2 separate regions of the Mus musculus genome follow, and region 2 is linked to region 1. The links are chromatin contacts, called in public targeted proximity ligation maps. All regions are on one chromosome and are shown on one strand. The core of a region is the stretch at or near the end of the contact, and the rest is flanking DNA. Distances in the headings are between cores, read along the strand shown. Region 1 overlaps Pacs1 (phosphofurin acidic cluster sorting protein 1). Region 2 holds the start of Cst6 (cystatin E/M).

Region 1 (5,085 bases), core at 859-3,358:
CTAAGAATCCAACTGTGCAGATCCTTACTGTCTGAACAAATAAAACGAGAAACTGGAGTAATTTGAATTTAAGACGGTTTTCTTCATCAAGAAAGTTAAAAATTTCAAAAGGAGGTCCCGCTGTAGACTGCAATAAATTTCGACTATCTTTAAGTGGCACATTTAAAATTATTTTAATAGCCAGGTTGCTTGCTTATTGAGAGACAATTCCATTTTTCTCTGATCTTTCTACACATTCTGGACCAAGGTAAAACCTGAACTTCTCTAGACACATAGAGAGCTGCTGGGATAATGGTAGGAATAGGAATGACAGCAGAATCCTTACACATGCCTAACAAAGCCTCACTCAGGAGAAAGCCTTTCCTGTTTGAAGATACGGGGTTCTGAATCCATCAGGAGGAGTTAAGGAAGCACAACCTAGGAACTGGGAACTGACGACCTCAAGCTGCATTCACCCGAGGGGGCGGTTTGCTTCTGCCTCTATGCATGAAACTACAAAGGATTGTTCTGGGAGAGCTGACCTTCATCACCAGAGACTGATAACCTAGGGCTGCCATGAGCCTGCACCGACAGCTCTAAAGTGACCCCCATTTCACACTAACTTCACTCCTTGACTGAGTACATCTTTCCTGGCAAACCTAGAGTTTACTGCCCTGATCCTGATTCTCATCTGTCCTTTCTCACTCAGAGATTAACTACTCTTTTGAAATGTAAAAAGCATCATGCTTTGGTTATTTCTTTATATATCACTGTCTTCTGAAGATTTCCACTGTACATATGAAATTAATGAAACAAGTATGATTTCCTCTCATTCCTTAAGAGTCTTAGCATCAGCCAAAGGGTGCACATAAGAACTACAGAGTGGAGGGGGACATCTTTCTCCCCTGTGGTTTCACACCACAGCTATTTTAAGACCTTGAAAACAAAAATTCCCAGACACGTCATGCACATATGGGTGGAACTAATTGGACTCAATGGTTATAATGAAGGAGGGGGGAGAAGATAAGGTCTGTGTGTGTGGGGGGGTGGGGGGTGTTGGGAAGCCTAGCAGGAGTGGAATAGGAGAGTTAGGTAAGAGTTAGATAAGATAAAAATACATTGTATACATGTATGAAATTCTCAAAGAATAAATAATTATAAACATTTAAAAAAAACCCTCTGGACGAGCACCTTCAGGTCTACTATGGGGCCCCTAACACATGAGGTACACATTTTAGACCTACTTAATCAGCTAGCTTTGTATAAGCAGACTTACAGACAATATGAAAATAAGCTAGCAGGCCTAAAAGTAATTTAATACTGGGGCTGGCAGAGACACTGGGGGAAAAACAATAGCAGGTCAGGCTCTACTAATAATCACTATCAAGGAAGAACTACAGTCAACCCTCTCCCTAATAATATAAAATAACCCTTATCCAATAGTATCATTTGTAGTTATTTATTTACTCATTCTTTAATGGACAATTGCCACACCCACTCCAGTGGAGTCTGCGTGACAAGTCCAAAAGCTGGCTGCAGTCCTGAGGCAAAAAGTTTCATGGAAACTGGTCTCCTGGAGTCTTTGGCGTCCCATAACACAGATGTATTTCAGATTTGTCCTTGAAATAGTTGGTGAAGGGTTCTGTGTGCTTTCCTTTAGTATTGTTTTATTATAGGTGCCCCCAAGGAATGATTTGACAAATAGCTAAGTTAGATTGAACATTGCTTCCTGGCTTTCACTCGTGTCCCAATGTCCTAGGCAGTCTTTGAGCAGACCCTGAGCTTGGAATTTTGTAAAAACATTACTTATTCAGATGAAATGCCTCCAGTGTTGAAAGAGAGATAGTGAAAGAAATCACACATTGCAATCTACTAGATAGAGTTGGAGATTTCAGGGCAAGTTTAACAAAGTAAGTTTAGAATTCTTATTATAGTCATGTATGGCAGACTACATTACCTAATAGAGGAAAGTTTGTGGGCTCCTCTGGTAAATGGAGGTCCCTCACAAAACACTTAGAATAACAGCTGAGTCACTCCCATATACAAGAATTTACAATGGTTTCGGAAGAAGCCTGGGCTGTGGTTAGGAGGAACTAGAGTATTGCATTACTTATGAAAAGGTTAGCAAGAGTGGAGCCCTCCCGAGTGCACACTTTCACAAGCCCAGAAGAATAGCACAGCTAGCTACTTACTAGGAGCCGGCTGGTGGTGGGTTACACAATCAATTAGAATTAGAACTATGGCTTGGGCGTGAGAGCCCTTGCCCCGGGGGTGTAAAGACCTCACACCCAGCTTCTAAGAATATGGCTGACCTTAGATAGGGCTGACTCCCAGTTGTTACATTGCCTGGTTCCTGCCAGTCTTTATGTACACATTTTTGTGTTTTGTGTAAAGAGTCATTATGCATCGAGTAACCTCAGTGTACCTTAGCTGACGTGTCACCTAACTTCCTAATTTTCTTCTGTAATATAAGTCTGATGCTTGCTTTGAGAAATTACATTCAGATCCAACACTCTCTTGTGTTTGTGCCTGTTTGTAACTTGCTGACTCCTTGCCCACCTGAATACTGGGACCCTGATTTCTCCCTCGGGTTGAGGGACTCTGATTGACCCAGCAATGTAAAAGATAGCTTTAAAAAATAAAATTATGAGCAAAGTATAGTGGTGGCTTTAATTCTAGCAATCAAGAGGCAGAGGCAGGTGAATTCAAGGCCAGTGTGGCCAATATAGTGAGTTTCAGGACAGCCAAGGCTACTTAGACACCCTATTTCAAAACAAACAAACAAACCAACCAACCAACCAACCATCAAACAATAATAAAATAAGGGGTCTAGAGAGACGGCTCAATGGTTAAGAATACATACTACTCTTGCAGAGGCCCAGAGTCTGTTTACCAGCACCCATGTTGGGCAGCTTACATTCCCTTGTAACTTCAGCTCCAGAGGTTATGATACCGCTCGCCTTCCCTGGCACTTACAGTGGCATATACATAATTAAATAGAAAACAAATCTTGAAAATACTTTTTAGGGCTGGAGAGATAGTTCAATGGCTAAGAGTACTGGCTCTTGCAGGAACTGAATCTGATTTCTCAGTACTGACTTGGTGGTCTCAACCATGGATAACTCCTTCTAGGGGATCCAACACCTTTTCAGACCTCTGCAGGCACCAGGCTTGAACACGGTACACATAGCATACATGTGTAGAGGGCACAAGGTTCTTGTGGTTTCAGATAAGCACTAGGGAAACGAAGAATGTTAAACACATAGGATTGTCTCTTGAACAGAAGGGATAAATACTTGTTTTCCACACAGAATGCTAGCAGTGAGTGTTGTTAATATCCTGGTGATCTATGCTATCTGCAGGGGCCAGGCCACACCTGAATTACCCAGACTACTATGTTTATCCCAAACTCTTCCTCCCTAGACCTTTAACTTGACCATTGTTTCTCAGTCAATAGAACCTAGGGGGAGAAGTCACATGTACTTTGTAGTTTGGTGACCTCTACAATTTCTGTATGAGTGAGACCACACCTGATACTCCCCTAGGCCTTAAGCTATAGAACCCATCTTTATGGAAGAGGTCACATGTACTATGCAAAAAAGTTTCAACGTAGTCATACCTTAAAGCTTTACTGTGCACATGAGACAAAACTGTACTATACTTAAATGTCTAAAATATAATAATGTCAGACTCCAGAAGTCTGAACCAACATCAGCTACTGAGCCACTGAACCGGGTTTCCTGCTTACCTCAGTCAGATGTTTCTCTGCTGGCCATGGCCCAAACATGCAGGTCAAATATTTATGCACATAAAATAAAATAAAATAAAGCTAAGCAATTTAGATTCTTAAGACGTCTTTGTGTGGGGGCACAGTGTGCCATGGCACACTCTAAGTCAGAAGGCGTTCTGCAAGAATTAGAATTGTTCTCTCCTACTATGTGGTCATCACCGTGACTGACCTGACGTGTTCAGGCTTGGTGGCAACTGTCTTCACCTGCTTAGCTACCATCTCACCAGCCCTTTTACTTGAGGGTTGTTTTTTTTAAGATTTATTTATTTATTATATGTAAGTACACTGTAGCGGTCTTCAGACACCCCAGAAGAGGGCGTCAGATCTTGTTACAGATGGTTGTGAGCCACCATGTGGTTGCTGGGATTTGAACTCAGGACCTTCGGAAGAGCAGTCGGTGCCATCTGTCCAGCCCCTACTTGAGGTTTAAAAGGTGAGTTTGTTTACTTTTTCCTAATTTCTTAGATGAAACCATTTTCTAATTAGTTATAGAACCAAGAAGAGTCCATCTAGTCCAATTGCAACCTCTTTTGGGCTAATAGTGATGATGATGATGATAATAATAATTATTATTATTTTTGTTTCCTTTCTTTATTCTAGCTGGGTTATTTGAGACAGGGTTTGATGATTCATCCTAGGTTGGCCTAGAATTTGCAACTCCCAGCCTTAGCTTCCCAGGAGCTGGGTGGGAGTCCAGGTGTTTGCTACCATATTCAGTTTGTAGTACCTTTATAAAGCTACCCCTTCTACAGGCCAAGTGAACCTTGTGTATATGTGTGTGTGTGTGTGTTCCCTGCAACAAACCCTTGATGGCTGTACTACTAACTAGGCAGTTCTCCATGTGCATCCTCAGATGTTAGCTAGAATGTACCAAGGTTTAGAGAGTATACTTTCACTGCCTAAGGTTCAAACTAGACAAAGAAAACAGCTGAAAGTCCAGTGTGAATCAATACAGTTGTAATTCCAGCCACTTGTAAAACTGAGGCAGGAGGATTTCAAGTTCAAGGCCAACCTGGGCATTTTAGGGAGACATCTTATGTAAGGATTAAAAAGGGCTGGGAATGTAGCTCAGCATAGCACTGTCATAGCATGGATGATGTTCCAGAACTAATCCTCAACATGTGAGACAGAGAGGGAGGGACATAGAAAGCCTTTGCTTATTTCTAGTTCTCTAAGCCAACAAACTCATTATTTCAAGTCTCTCCACAGCCCTTCCTTTTCAGATTTTTCCATTGTAGGTCAAGCTTTTTTCCTTCTTTGAAGTCTGCAGTTTTCCTACTTCTTCAAGCTTTCATCTAGTTCTACCTTGAGCTAAA
Region 2 (5,225 bases), core at 1,470-3,969, 170 kb after region 1:
TACTGGCTTCATGACCTCTGGCCTAAGGAACTCAGGAGAGAAAGTCACCTCCAGCTGCCAGTACATACGAGAATCTTTGTGAGCTGGAAACCCAGTCCTGTAGGGCCCATGGAGTTGAGCAGCCATCTTACACAACTGTTTGGTACTGAGAGTTCAGCAGGATAGGGGCTTCCCTTCACAAGCTAGCTGATGAGGGGACTGGACTGGATTGGAGACTGCTTGGAGGTCCCTCATGTAGCCACAGTCATGCCCATAAGGCCTGGTGTCGGGGCCTTAGAGGGCTGTAGTCTGAGAACTTGACATTCCCCCAATATATATGTGGTCAAATGTTCCAGACATGCTGAGTTGGAATGGTGCGTGCCTGTGATCCCAGCACTTGGGAGGCGGAGGCAGGTGGACCTCTCAGTTTGAGGCCAGCCTGGTCTACAGAGTGAGTGCTAAGACAGCTAGGGCTATGCAGAGAAACCCTTCCTCAGAAAAAAAGAAAAACATTCCAGCTACCGAGATATGAAAGGCTTTGCTGCTGTCGCAGAATGTACCTTGCTAAAAGCAAGCAAGGTCTCATGAGGGCCCTGTAAGCCGCTGGCTGGTGCTCTTTGCTGCTTCACCATTTGAGGGCAATAACAAGAGCTGTGTCACTAAAAAACTCACTGGTCTGAGCCATCAGGCTTTGCGACCCTCCTGACCCCAGGTTTTGACACCCTCCTCCTCGGAGTCCCAGCATGAACCCTGGGAGAGAGGCTGGACTGGCTCACACAGACATCCCTACTGTAGCTAGTCTCCGGTATCCATCTTCTGTGTCTTTCTTTCCTCCTCTGAGACCACTGAAAATGTCTGGAAGAGGGGCTTCCTCTGAGGACCCTACCCTCAGTACTGCCTCAGAGGGATCAGTAGGGGCTCCCCTGGAGGGTAAGGACATGGTGCCCAGTCAGCTGTGGGGTTCTGAGAGTCACTGGGAGCAGAGTGAGGGTCAGGGTGAGTGAAACACACAGGAGAAAGCAGTGCAAGAAGCAGAGCTGCAGATTTATTGCAACAGACGTGGCCCGTGGCCCTGAGGCGCCTCCACCATGCTTGTTCCCATGGGGCCCTGACTCTGTCACCCTGGGGCCGGTCACACCTGCACGCAGTCATGCTTTAGAAGCTGAGTAGTGTTCTTCCAGGGGACTTCAAGGAGCTCAAAGTTGCAACGCAGTTTCTGAGAGGGAAGCACAGAGGACAAGGAGGGTGAGGTTGGCAGCAACCTCCTCCTCCCAGAAGTCAGCCCCCCTGACGGCCACGTCTCTCTGGAGCCGGGGACAGACCATGAGTGGTCCCAAAACATGGAATCAGAAGGCAGGAGATGCTCCCAGGTTTATCTCAGGCAACTCCTACCCCACGAGGAATCCCCAGTCTCTCTTCTGCACTCCACCCTGGCCTGAGTCATACAAGAGCCAAAGCGAACAGGTGGAGCCAGGCTTCTGCCTGACCAGATAGACTGGTCAGGATAGACAAGCTAAGGGCCTCAGACCCTGCATGGGGTTGGGATGGGGTCGGTGCTGTTACCTCCTGCTGCCCCCCTGCAGCCAGAGGGCAGGTGGTGAGGTCCATGTGTTCTCCAGAGACTCTGGTCTTTCGGCACTCTGTGCTTTCTATGTCCAAAGTCAGGTAGTACTTGATGCCAGCCACCAGCTGGGAACCAAACAGGGCAGGTGAGAGATGCCTGGGAGTCCAACCTGTGTGTCTATGCTTTCCCTCCCTCTAAGAGTCTCCACTCTCCCAGGCAAATGCAACCCTCTGACCTACATATTCAGACCTGGAGTGGAGGCAGGAACTTCTGTGTGTGAGCAGAGCCCTAGGCTGGGCAAGAAGCTGGAGAGCTCCTGTCTGCGGCTAGACTGTAAAGGTGAATGGTATGTGGCACCTACACTGGGCCCTTCCACTCCACCTGGCAGGTTGGGGAAGTGAGGTTAGTTATGCCAAAGGAGGCTGCATCCTGCATTTCTTTGATAGTTAGATAGCGCTGCTTCCAGAGGACTTTACTAATCTGTTTTGTTTTGAAGTATTTCATAGAAAGGTCTGGGGGTTATGGTTGGTTTTAGTGCCCCCTTGTGTTTGGTAGCAAGCTAAGCAGCTCTCTGTTTATCTCCTGTCTCCTGTCACCTGTCCTCGGTCCCCCTGTCCCTGTCCCTCTCCAAATTGTCCCTCTCCACAGCCACTCTGTTCCATAACCTGTCCCACAACCTCTGTCCCAGCCACCGCACCTGATATTTTGCATCGATGACTTTGGTGTCTCGGAAGTAGTAGAGGCTGTCGCTGCCCATATTGTAGCTGGCCACAGCTGCCTGTGCGGCCTTTTGCACCCGCGGGTCGGTGGGTGACAAGTTCTGGCGTTCTCCGGTCCTGCGGCTCCGCAGCTCGGCGCGGGCGTCAGGTGACAGGGTCAGGAGGCAGAATGCGAGCAGGCCAAGGCCCATCGCCAGCGGGAAGTGAGGACGCTCCATAGCCGCGGATTCAGTGTCTGGACTTCCATCCTGCGCGGCTTTTACAGCCTTCGCGGGCCCCTCCCGGCCCCGCCCAACGCCTGCTTGTTTCCTTAGCAAGCCTGGACCAGCTTGCAGGTGCCTGGAGGCGGGTGCACCTCCCCTACCTACGCAGTGTAAGAACCAGAGATGGCACACAGGTCCCAGAACCTCTACGTGTAGAGATGCTGGCCTATCATTCCTATCTCCCAGGAGGGAGAGAACAGTTCATACCAGGGCCCTGACGTTTGAGTTGCCAAAAGCAATTATATGGTTACATTCTTACTGCTATCATTTTATCATTTCCTTTTCTCTTTCTTTCTTTCTTTCTTTCTTTCTTTCTTTCTCTCTCTCTTTCTTTCTTGTTTGTTTGTTTGTTTCGAGACAGGGTTTCTCTGTGTAGCTCTGGCTGTCCTGGAACTCACTTTGTAGACCAGACTGGTCTCGAACTCAGAAATCACCTGCCTCTGCCTCCCGAGTGCTGGGATTAAAGGTGTGCACCACTATCATCCGGCATTGCCACCATTTTCTTATCGTGCCATTTTTAGAGAAATTATAACTCCCAGCCTGCATTTCTTCTTCTGAAAAATAAATGCTATAAGGATCGATGAACTGACACAGGTAAAGAGCCTAAGAGAGGCCGGGTGCCATGCAAACAAACGGTGGGTGGGTAGGAGTCCTTACTACTCAAGCCGGCACTACTGTCCCTCACAGCCATGGTGGACCCGGTTGGCTGACCCTTTCACTTTGCAGAGGTGGGACGCCATGGCACAGAAGGGAGAAGTAATATGTGCAACGATTTCAACTGGTCCCTAGTAAGTAAGTATACTGAAGAGCCTAAGTCGTGTGTGTGTGTGTGTGTGTGTGTGCTATAAAATAAGATCTTGTGTGTCCCTGGCTGACCTTGAATTTCATAGCTCAGGATGACTTTGAACTCCTGATCTCCCTGCTTCTCCCTTCCAAGTGCTAGCATTACCATCATATTTTATTTGGTGCTGAGAACAGAATGCAGGGCTTCATGTGTGCTAGAGACAAGCACTCTACCAACTAATATCCCTAGCCTCATTTCATTTTGCTGGGCTTGAACCTAGGGTCTTATGCATGCTGGGCAAACACTTCACCTGCAGCCCTCGTTTTTTTTGTTTGTTTGTTTGTTTGTTTGTTTTGTTTTCAAGACAGGGTTTCTCTATGTATCCCTGGCTGTCCTGGAACTCACTCTGTATGTAGACCAGGCTGGCCTCGTACTCAGAGATCTGCCTGCCTCTGCCTCCCAAGTGCTGGGATTAAAGGCATGCGCCACCATGCCCGGCATGCAGCCCTCGTTTTACTCCTTATCTCTAGATAGGGACTTGTTGATCACCCAGGCTGACCGTGAAGCCCTTGCTCTGTAGACTGCAGGCCTTGAGTCTGTGGCTTCCCAGCTTCAGCCTCCTGGCAGGGATTACAAGCCTGTGCTACCAGGTCAAGTTCTTGTCTATGTTCTTAGCTCAGGCTGAGTTTGAAAAGAAAGACTTGCCTCCGAAGAGGGGTGAGTCACGCCAGGTGCCATCTTTCTAACTGGGAGGCTTTGGATAGTCACTCAGGGCCTGGGTGTCCTACGGGAAATAGGATGACAAGTCTTTTTTCCTAAAGCTGTTCTTCTGACTGACAATGACAGTTCCACACTCTCATCCCTAAGGACACTGGACATCCAGTGGGGTAGGAGCAGATCAGCCACCCCATGGCAGCTGCACGTGGGCTGCCCTGGCAAAGTTTCCTTCCCCGGGCATCTTATTTCATGTTTTCTGACTAGCTCAAAGCCACTTTCCCTCTTTTCTTTTTTTTTTCCCCACTTTACTTATCTATTTTTTATTACTTTTTTTTAAGAGAAATGTTCATGCCTCAGCATGGGAGAGGTGCGTGTGTGTGCGTGCCATAGCGTGCACACGCAGAAGGTGAGAGAGGTGTGCGTGCCATAGCGTGCACACGCAGTTTCCCAGAACTGGTTTTCTCTTTCCACCAGGGGGTTCTGAAGTTTGAACCCAGGTCTTCAGCCTTGGCAGCACGCGTCTTTACCACTGAGGGCCATCTCACGGGCCCTCCCTGAGGGTCCTAAATGGAACTTGAAAGAAGAGGCTGCTTTCAGCACCTAGCAGACGATTAGAACTTGAGAAGCCATTGCTCCGCTGTGGTGACTATTACAGGCAGGCACCGGGAACATTCTTCCTCCAGTTCTAGACCTTTGAGCATGCCAGGCTCGTGACGCACTGATTCTGGACCCCGAGTGTGATCGCTCCCCATCCAGCTACGAGCTTGCTCCACCCAACAGCCCAGCTATGAAAGACAAACTGCCAGGCCCAGGGGATCCCACCTGTGATTCCAGCACTCGGCAGCAGAGGCAGGCAGAGCTCTGTGAGTTCAAGACTAGCCTGGTGTTCATAGTGAGTCCCAGACCAAGGATACATAGTGAGTCTTATGAGACTTTGTTGTCCCCTCAGCCTCCCCTCCCCCCCCCCAAAACAAAGACAAAGAACTACTACCTTAAGACCACAAGTTTGGTGCAGGCCCATAGACACCAATTTAGAAGATAACTACACCAATCTTGATCTAAACCAGGCAGGGTCCCTGAGTTGGAAACCCTGAGTTGGGGACCCTGGGAAGGGGGTAGAACAAGAAACAAGACAGCTCACAAGGGACTCGGGAGTGAAGCAAAACCAAGGGGCCAGGAAGCCTCCCCAGCTCTGAGCT

Evidence for each region.
Region 2: a targeted proximity ligation map of the HPC-7 cell line shows a contact between it and region 1, with 9 times the contacts expected there. A contact is called at or near these places in 17 of 39 promoter capture datasets (the 3T3-L1 cell line, the C10 cell line, the HPC-7 cell line and 11 more), 44 of 484 Hi-C or Micro-C datasets (the 63-12 cell line, B cells, the Ba/F3 cell line and 23 more), 12 of 130 datasets of targeted methods (the HPC-7 cell line, bone marrow-derived dendritic cells, embryonic fibroblasts and 6 more) and 5 of 9 other capture datasets (adipose tissue, embryonic stem cells, liver and 2 more).

What each region holds. Positions count from the first base shown.
Region 1 is chr19:5,176,728-5,181,812 of GRCm38.p6, forward strand. All of the region lies in intron 1 of Pacs1 (phosphofurin acidic cluster sorting protein 1), which reads right to left. Among named protein-coding and RNA genes, the nearest start is that of Gm30840, 54 kb to the left of the region's middle.
Region 2 is chr19:5,346,855-5,352,079 of GRCm38.p6, forward strand. It overlaps Cst6 (cystatin E/M), which reads right to left and starts at 2,720. Exons shown (of 3, transcript NM_028623.5): 1 at 2,241-2,720; 2 at 1,543-1,668; 3 at 1-1,195. The coding sequence starts at 2,480. The coding sequence ends at 1,112.